Linked DNA regions of Sus scrofa: region 2 is linked to region 1. Evidence: chromatin contacts called from public Hi-C data. All regions are on one chromosome and are shown on one strand. The core of a region is the stretch at or near the end of the contact, and the rest is flanking DNA. Distances in the headings are between cores, read along the strand shown. Region 1 has its middle 28 kb from the start of AFTPH. Region 2 overlaps LOC110259999 (a long non-coding RNA gene).

Region 1 (4,833 bases), core at 1,970-4,469:
TCCCTGCTAAAATGTGATTCTAGGCTCTATAAATCAGATTAATATTTAAATGCAACTCTAAGTTGAAAAGGATCATGAGAGCCAGGGTCTGGAAACTTGAGCTAAGCATCACTGCATCCTTAGATCACAGCACTGCAGGGAGGAGGGAGGCACGTCTTGGAGACGCTGGTTCCAGGTATTTTCCCCCCCCTTCTCAGGCCACTCTCTCAAAGTCACCGTGATTGATTATCCATTTCTATACTCCCTATTAGAAGGACCCCCTCCAGGGAAAAAGCAGTTGACCTTTAAAAAAATGAGTCCTTTAAAGGTTTAGGCCTATGACTGTCCCCTCTGTGATGTTGTAAAAACACTTCCCTTGGCAGTTCAGCTATGACTCACACAGCACAGAACAGCATTTCAGGGAAGTTGTTTTTCTCTGAAACGGCTTACAGTCTAGTCTCTGTTCTGGGTTTCTCTTGTTCAGCTGATGAGACTATTTGGTGCCATCCTGGTGAAGGAATAACGTTATATCTGCCAGTAAACCCCTCTACTCCATCACATGTCCCATCTAGTGTGGCAGAAGCCAAGGCTGAGGGTTCCTGCTCCTTGATGAGGATGCCTAGGACATCCTCTCTGGGCCCTGAAATTCCTGGTTGGCCTCCTCCACTGGGGTGGGTTGTTATAGGCACCCTTGGGAACAGGTGGCACCTTGTCCTCCCTGGCACGTTCAACCCTTAGTTTCACACAGAAGCAGTTTGACTTGGAGAGTGAAGAAGGGATTCCTTCCCCAAGGGATTTGTTTAGCTGGCAGCAGTTCTGGTTAGAAATTTATCTGTTGGCACCGAGAGAAAAGAACAGAGTGATTCTGTGAAAGCCGTACAATCAAACTGGTCAGCCCTCTCTGAATGAAGGCCTAATGGTGGACTCAGCCCCATGCCCCAGCAGCAGGAACAAGTGGGCCTATTATTATTGGATAAAAGCAATTACCTGCATGCCAGGAGGCAGTGTGCTACGGTGGAACCAACATGTTTTGCTTGTGGCCCATCACTGCCACTTCCCTGATAAGCGATCTTGAGAAAGTTATGTCAATGCTCATGATTCCATGTTCTTATCTGCAGAATAGAACTAATAAAACCAGCCACATAGGGTTAGGGGAAATTTTTTTTTAAGTTTATCTGCCTTCTACTTCCTTAAAAAAATATTTTATTAGAATATAGTTGATTTAAAATGTTGTATTAGTTTCAGGTATACAGAAAAGCGTATCAGTTATACACATACATATATCCATTCTTTTTTCCCCATGGAGTTTATTACAGAACATTGAGTAGAACTCCCTACACTATACAATAGGTCTTTGTTAATTATCTATGTTATATTTAGTAGTGTGTATGTGTTAATCCCATCCTCCCAATTTATCATAACCCCACCCATGGTTTCCCCTTTGGTAACCATAAGTTTGATTTCAAAATATGTGGGTTTATTTCTGCCTTAAAAATAAGTTCTTTTGTATCATTTTCATTAGATTCACATATAGGTGATATCATATGATATTTGCCTTTATTTGTCTGACATACTTCACTTCGTATGATAATCTCTAAGTTCATTCGTGTTGCTGTAAATGGCATTATTTTGTTCTTTTTTATGGCTGAGTAATATCCCACTGTATATATGAACTATATGAACCACAGCTTCTTTTTTGGGGGGAGCCACCCCCGCAGCATATGGAGGTTCACAGGCTAGGGTTTGAATCGGAGCTGCAGCTGCTGGCCACAGCCACAGCCACAGCCATGCCAGATCTGAGCTGCATCTACAACCTACACCATAGCTCGTCGCAACGCCGGATCCTCAACCCACTGAGTGAGGCCAGGGATTGAACCTGCAACCTCATGGATGCTAGTCAGATTCGTTTCTACTGAGCCACAAAGGGAACTCCTGAACCATATCTTCTTTATCCATTCCTCTGTCGATGGACATTTAGGTTGCTTCCATGTCTTGGCTGTTGTAAATAGCGCTACAGTAAACACTGGGGTGCACGTATCTTTTCAAATTATGGTTCTCTCTGGACATATGCTCAGGAGTGGGATTGCTGGGTTGTATATGGGGAAATGATTAAATGAGACCAGTCATGGAAAGTGGGCTGCAAAGTGCTTGACACACAGTAGGCCCTCATAATTGCTAGTTTCTCAGTGTATGTCTCTTTCCTGTTCCTTTCCCTTTCCCGCTAGCTTTTATAAAAGCAAAGAAAATGGAAAGAAATAAAGGATATGAAAAAAAAAAAAAAGGGCAAGAAAAAATTCTGTCAGGGAGGAGGACAGAGCTGGCAGGAAAAGTCCGAGAAGGAAAGCTTAGGACATTCAGAAACCAGAATAATGATGCTATTTTGTGTTCTTGTAGATTCTGTGTTGGATATCTGTGTATTTTTTCTGTCTGTCCAATGTCTTTCCTCCTTGTAGTAGTTTTCCATCTACTGCTGTATAACAAATTACCCCAAAGCTTAGCAGCTTAAAGCAATGAACATTGATGATCTCATGGTTCTATGGGTCAGGAATGTGAGCGTGGCTTAGCCGGATTGTCCAGCTCAGGGCCTCTCACAGGCTGCAGAAGCAGGCCAGGGGAATTCCCACTGTGGCAAAGTGGGTTAAGAAGCCAACTGCAGCAGCTCCGGTTGCTGTGGAATTGCAGGAAGTTCGGGTTCAATACCTGGCCCAGCACAGTGGGTGAGGGATCCAGCATTGCCACAGCTGTGGTATAGATCACAGCTGCAGCTCCGACTCAGGATTTAATCCCTGGCCCGGGAACTGCCATATGCTGCAAGTGTGACCAATAAAAAAGAAGATGGCCAGCGTGGCCCTCACTCAAGGCTCAGATGGGGAAGCGTCCTCTCCCAAGCTCACTCAAGACCATCCCCCAAGTGGTCATTTCATTGGCAGGACTCAATTCCTTGTGGGCCACTGGGTTGAGAGTCTCAGTTCCTTGCCAGCTCTTGGCTAGAGGTGACCGTCAGTTCCTTGCAACATAAGCCTTCCCATAAGGCAGCTTATAACATGGCAGCTGGCTTCATCAGGGTGCACAAGGGAAAGGGGGGATCACAGACTTTGGTAAAATAATGTCAGAAAGGATATCCCATCACTTTTGTCATATTTTACTCATTAGAAGTAAGTCACTAGGTCAAGCTCACACTCGGGGCGGGGGGAGATTACATGAAGTCCTAGACACTAGGAAGTGGTGATCACTGGGGACCTAGAAGGCTGATTACCTCACTACCCTTCTGGTGAGAGCAACCTTCCTTCCTCTGTAAAGGCACATATGATTCTGGTACGACCTCTCTCCATAATACCTGCCCTCCCTGGTTTCTGAAGCCTAGATCCATGCCAAACACACACCTCAACAAATCCGAATGGGTTGATAAGCCCAATATATATCAGTCTCTCAAGCAGAGGAGCAGACAGTCTGATTGGGACAAGGACACACCCCTTGGTTTCACCGCCTCGTTGGGCATTTAGGAATTTTGTCAGGCGAAACTCTGATGTGTGTTTGTAAAACTGCTCCTCCAATGAAACCACCAATTGCTCAAGTGAAAAGTAATAATTCCTCACAACTGGCAGGGCAACCCATCAGTAACCAGCATGCAGCCCAGTGCTAACGGGTGCGGTGCTGCTGGTTTGGAAGCCAACCAAAGAGCCAGCCAGTAAACATGACGGTTGCCTGGGTACATAAACACCAAACCAGCTTCTCATCGCTTCATCCCCGAGACAGTCCAGTCACAGCATCCGTGACATCCACAAGCGGTTGCTTGTCAGCTCTTGTCAAATGCAGTGGCCAGAGCCAACCACCCCCAAAATGCAGATATTCAGGACAAAAACACAGAAGCAGCAGTTTTTATAAGAAGCTAGGCAGCGTTTGTGTGTGAGTATTCAGAAAAAGTGGTATTTTTTCTAAGGCGAGTATAAGACAAGGGCCTGTGTGAAAAGAGAAAATTTCTCTCCTTCTAAGACCACATTCTTTCCTCCAGCTAGAAGCTGGGCAGGACTGGAAGGGAAAATTTAGTTTGAATTTTGTACCCACCCGACTACAGAAAGGCCCTCTGGGGGACAGTCTGCTGGACTACATAGGGCTGACCACGTGGCACTTCATTTCTCACTTGTGTAGATCCTAGGGAAGCAATGCAAGTGCTTTTGGAATCTATAAGGAGAGCAGGGTAGGAAATGAGAAACCTTCGTGCCTAAGGTGGCATGAATAATGGGAACAAAAGATTTTAAATGCAAAGTTCAATCCCTTGTGTTGATTGGGATTCAACTCCAGGGCATAGTGGGGCTTTCAGGATTACAGTGGGTGGCCTCTTACATGAAAGGAATTCAGTGGAACTCTCTTACCCCCAATCATTGTCCCCATCTCATTTGTTTAGCTATACCAAGCCTGGTTCCCAAAAGCAATGTGTCCTCATCCTGTGTAGGCCTCAGGGGGCTACCAATGGTTTTTAAGCAAGAGAACTTCATCATCAAATATGACTTTCAGAGCATTGGAATCAGTGCTGAGGATGGAATTAGAGAAAACAGAGGTGACTAGCCATCCAGATGAATCCTAACCAGTGACTGTGGAGGAGAGAGGATAGAGATTATTTAAGAGATAGAATAATTAGGATTTCTTGGCTGGCTGAATGTGGCACAGAGTAAAAAAATAAAAAATAAATAGCTAGAAAGTTTCTTGTTTAGGAGATTTTGTGAATGATGACACCACCAAAGCAGACTAACAACATAGGAGGAGGAGCATTCTGCAAAAAAGGAGAGATAAAAAGCATGAGGAACACTTTAGTGAAAAGTGCCACATCATGATGTGTCCTGCTACAAGTGCAGG
Region 2 (5,203 bases), core at 463-2,962, 130 kb before region 1:
ATACAATAGCTTCTTCTGCACTAGCTGGCTATCCCCTCATGGTGCAGATGGAACACTCTGGTGAAAAGTTTTGGAGCTAAATAACTGGGTTCAAATATCATCTCTGCTGATTAGCTGACAGATCCTGGGTAAGTCTCTTAATCTCCCCAGGGATCAGTTTTTTCATGTTTGAATGAGAATATTAACATCCCCTCTTTGGGCTGTTCTGAGGTTTAAATGAACGATGTAAAGCAAAGAGCAAATGGTGACTTTGATTAGTAGGGGGTTTGAGGCAGCCAGGAAGTGGGAGGATAATAAAAAGAAGCTTTTTGTGATACAAAGACATTATCAAGGAGCAGGAGTGGGTTCGGTGGTGAGATCGATTGCAAGGACTTTTGTAAATAGCCCATATGCTAGCTCTGGGGGAGCACTGAGAAACTAGTTTGAAAAGCATAAAAGTCATAAAATAGCACCAGTATTTTTTTCCCTTAGTGTGAGCAAAAATATTCAAGCAGACAAACCCAAGCCAATCTTCTGGGAATAAGACTCTAAATATTACTTGTGAGTCACCTCAGCTTCCTTCCAAGAGAGAGACACCCCCATCCCTTCACGAAACACCCCCATCTATGACGCATTAGGGTTGTAGCTTCTCAGCTTCTCCCACCAAAATCATAGTCCCTCTTGGGCTGGACGACAGCCCTGTGTTCTGGTAATGTGTCTCCTCATTTCTGTCCCTCTGGTGGTTAAAGCCAGTTTCCAAAACATCCCATCAAGAGAACAGGACGCTCGCCAACTCCTATAGCGGACAGTAGGTGGCGCTGGACCCCATGTTATTCAGGCAACTAACACTGCTTCTCTTCCTGGAAAATTATTTCTGCAGTGAGGTCCTCTCCTTCCCAAAGAACTGGGGGGCTACTTCAGTTTATGCCACAAGCATAAAGGGCCACAAGAAGATCATCCTTGCTTTTCTGCTAACTGGGACACCGTCCTGGTGTGGCTGCACAAGGCAATTCCCAGACCTGAGGCTGAAGACCTAGCGGTCATTTGCTGAGCTATATATAACTTGTTAGGAACAAGTAGCCCTTTTCAGTTTCTGCTCTGCCCAGAGAGGCAGGAAGGAACAGAACTTTCTCCCTTAGGAGGAGGTGGGTGTAAAAAAAAAAAAAAAAAGAGGCAGAGTAAGTTCTTTTGGATGGTAGTGGGTTAAGGATCTGGAGTTGCCATAGCTAGGTCACAGGCAGCAACTGCAGCTCAAGTTCCATCCCTAGCCCAGGAACTTCCACATGCCGGGTGTGGCCATTAAAAAAAAAAAAAAAAGGCAGATCTGTAAGGCTCCTTGGTGAGCTGCCCAGCATCTGCCCTTTCCTCTGGGACAAGAGCTGAGGGACCCCAGGCAATTTCATTCCAGGCCCTGCCCCCCAGGGGGAGACCATCCAACCTCAGCAACCCTGAAAAACTGAGTTGTGGATTGTTTTCTGTCCAGGGATGGGTTGCTTCCTTTCATTGCACTGAAAGTACACCCTCGCCTATATCAAGAGCATATTGGGACCCTGACTGCTGTAATCACAAAGCTCTTACGAACAGTATAAAAATAAGTGCCAGTGTAAAGGAATTTCCAGTTTTCTAAGAATTATGAGCATTCTTTATAGGTGCAGAGGCAGGTGAGTTCCATTTTCTGTTTGCAGATGAAGTGATGACACCCCAGTGCCTCACTGGAGCTGCTGGGACTGATGCCTCTTTGCAATGATGATGATCATTACTGCTTATTATCATTTTCACAGTTATGTTCCCTTCCATGTGCAAGAGGCCAAATAGACATTTGCTTAAAGACAACTTCTGGCTACTGCTTTCTGTTTGGCTGATACTATCTGGGCAAAGAAGGGCTGAATGTGGAAAACCACCAAAGGAGGGTGAACACTGAGCACACCTTTGACTTCTTGGCCAAGGGTGTGGGGGGGTTTCCTTCAGAGGAAGGAAGGAGGTTAGGCTCCGCAGAGCTGGAAGGCAGATGTGCAGGGAGGGCAGATGTGTTGGCAGAGCTGTTAAGAAGGCAACTGGGAAGTCCCCATCAACCAGCCAATGAACACATTCGTGGTACCTACCATATAGAAAAGAAATGGTGTGCCTCTGTGAGGTCACAAAGACCTTTAAGTTTTTGCCTCTAAAGAGCTTATGGTTCACTGTCATTGGGACAAGTATGGCATACACGATAAAAAGAAAATAATGACTCAGAGAAGTCTTAGAGAATGTCCTAGCTTGGTTGTGTGGAGATTCCCTTTGGAGCAATGAGGAGGGACTCGGGGGCAGGGGGAGGAAGGGACTAGGTTGGGATTCCTGGTGGTCTTGAGTGGACCTTGTCATCTGTATAACATGTGGCTTGCCCCTAGGTCATGTCTAGGCTATAGATGTCCTCCTGGGATGAAAGTGGAACCAAAGGCCCAGAGTGCCTGGTGATATTTTGTACCTGCTAGATGCTTGTGTTTTGACCCGGGGAATCAGAGAGCAGTCACCTGGGGCAGGTGAACTTTCTACCTTCTAGCCCTCCTCCCTACAAGGTTCTGTTCCCCAGGTCCTTGGAGGTGTGGGTGCAGTTCCCACATCCACCATCCCCACTTCCAGTCAGTCCTCAACTCTGCTGCTAACGTTCCCCTTCCTCCCCAACCCCACGCACCACCAGTGCCACAGCTGAGGCCTCATCACACCTGGTCTGCTGGGCTTTTCTTTTTAAAATAAATAAAATGATTTCTATAGGAAATAAAGCCACATGGAAATGAATGCACATGCATAAATCTGACAAAAGCATTTACAGTAAAAGTAAGCCTCCCTTCACCCTTGATCCCAGGTCCCTTGCCTCCCAGGTCCTCCCCCAGAGGCAGCCACTGACCCCCCACCTGCAGTCCACCCCCTTCTCTCCCTACCAGCCCAAGTCTTGTCCAACAACCCTTTTCTGCTCTCTAGGACCTTGTTTTTATTTTATTTTATTTTATTTTTTGTCTTTTTGCCCTTTTTTCTAAGGCCGCTCCCACGGCATATGGAGGTTCCCAGGCTAGGGGTCCAATCGGAGCTGTAGCAGCCAGCCTATGCCAGGGCCACAGCAACGCGGGATCCGAGCCGTGTCTGCAACCTACACCACAGCTCACGACAACGCCAGATCCTTAACGCCGGATCCCTAACCCACTGAGCAAGGACAGGGATCAAACCCACCACCTCATGGTTCCCAGTCAGATTCATTAACCACTGCACCATGACGGGAACTCCACCTCGTTTTTTTTTTAAAGCACAAATTGATCCTGTTATTCCTTGTCCTTGGATATATGAAAATGCAAACTCCTTGGCCCAGCCTGCAGGCCCTTTCCTATCAGGCCCCACAACCTTCTCCAATCTTCTTCCACCTCCAGCCCCACTCGCAAGCTCTGTTCCAGCCAGGCTCAAGCATTTACAGGGGCCTATATCTGTACTCTCATCTGACACAGTGCATTTTTTTTGTCACACCCTTAGCATGTGGAAGTTCCCTGGCCAGGGACTGAACCTGCGTTGCAGCTGCACCCTGCACCACAGGGGAACTTCCTGGCATGGTATAATTTAAAAAATAGGAGTTCCCGTCGTGGTGAGGTGGTTAACGAATCCGACTAGGAACCATGAGTTTGCGGGTTCCGTTCCTGCCCTTGCTCAGTGGGTTAGGGATCCGGCGTTGCCGTGAGCTGTGGTGTAGGTTGCAGACGCGGCTTGGATCCCGCGTTGCTGTGGCTCTGGTGTAGGCCAGTGGCTACAGCTCCGATTGGACCCCTAGCCTGGGAACCTCCATATGCCGCGGGAGCGGCCCAAAGAAATAGCAAAAAGACAAAAAAAAAAATAAAAATAAAAAATAATTTTTGATTTACTTTTTTGAATAGATAACACAAATATACACAATCCTACTCCTCCACCCACCACTATTTACTAATTTCTTATATTTCCTTCCAGATAATGTTGATGCATATTCCTTTTTTGCCCAAATCATAATATGCAATTCATACTTTATTTCGCCACTATATCCTCCCCTTTTCATCCAAATGATAACATGTAATTCTCATTGTCTATGTCTACTTTTTTTTAAATTTAGTAATGAAACCCTAGAAATCTTTCCATAGCAATTCATAAAGAGCTTTCTCATTGTTTTTCGCAGCTCTGTGGTATTCAATGGCTTGGATATACTCTAATCTGGCAAACTTTTTCTATAAAAGAGCAGTCAATAGTTGAGGTTTTGTGGGCCATCCAGTCTCTGTGAAACCACCCCCCTCTGTGCTCTAGTGCAAAGGCAGCCCTGGATGGTGTGGAGACAAAGGGACCCAGCTGTGTTCCATATAACTTTATACATGGACACTGACGTTAGAATTTTATATGATGTTCATGTGTCACAAAATAGAATTCTTCTTTGGATTTTTTCAACCATTTAAAATGTTAAAATGATTCTTAGCCACAGGCTGCATAAAAGCAGGCAGAAGGCTAGTTTAATGAGACTTTGCTGATCCCTAACTTAGTTTATCAGTTCTCAATTAATGAGCATTTAAATTGTCTCTAATCTTTTGGTGCAATTTATAATCATGTACATATGTCCCTTCACATGCATGCAAATAGATCTCCCTGGAGGGTCAGGTCTGAGAAGCAGAGTTGCTGGGTCAGAAGGTATACGCCTTTATTTTGCTCAAGATTGCCAAATTGCCCTTTTGGGGCTATAACTAGTGTACATGCCCACCAGCAATAGATGTGAATGTCTGTGTCCTCACAACTAACCATGTTTTTTCAAACTTGGGTTTTTTGCCAAGCTAATAGGTTAAAAAAAAAGCATCTCAGCACTTTCGATTTGTATTTTTCTTACCATGAGGGAGGTTGGACATCTTTTCAAATGTTTAACAGCCATTTGCATTTCTTTTCTGTGAGTTGTCTTTTCATATCCTTTGGTCATATTTTTATGAATCTTTTCTTTAGAGATTTGTTTATATTTTCATAATTTTAGGAGATTAGCTCCTCCGTCTGCCGAGTCACACATACTCTTTGCAGATTTTCGTTTGTTTGTTCCTTTGCTAATACTTGGCTTGTTTGGTGTGCACAAGCTCTTTTTAAAAACTTTTATTGACTAAATTTATCAATCTGTTATTTTATAGTTTGTAATTTTGAGTCATAATTAGGAAGGATTTTCCCACTCTAAGATTATAAAAGAATTCTCCCACATTTGCTCGTGGTA

What was found. Hi-C and Micro-C count contacts between places; a contact is called where the count stands out from the background.
Region 2: a contact with region 1 is called in a Hi-C map of retroperitoneal adipose tissue, with 1.9 times the contacts expected there. A contact is called at or near these places in 1 of 5 promoter capture datasets (liver), 36 of 47 Hi-C or Micro-C datasets (adipocytes, adipose tissue, alveolar macrophages and 18 more) and 2 of 2 datasets of targeted methods (alveolar macrophages and skeletal muscle).

Annotation. Positions count from the first base shown.
Region 1 is chr3:77,448,522-77,453,354 of Sscrofa11.1, reverse strand. No RefSeq gene overlaps it. Among named protein-coding and RNA genes, the nearest start is that of AFTPH, 28 kb to the right of the region's middle.
Region 2 is chr3:77,574,505-77,579,707 of Sscrofa11.1, reverse strand. LOC110259999 (a long non-coding RNA gene) reads left to right here. Exons shown (of 3, transcript XR_002342638.1): 1 at 1-128. Among named protein-coding and RNA genes, the nearest start is that of LGALSL, 98 kb to the right of the region's middle.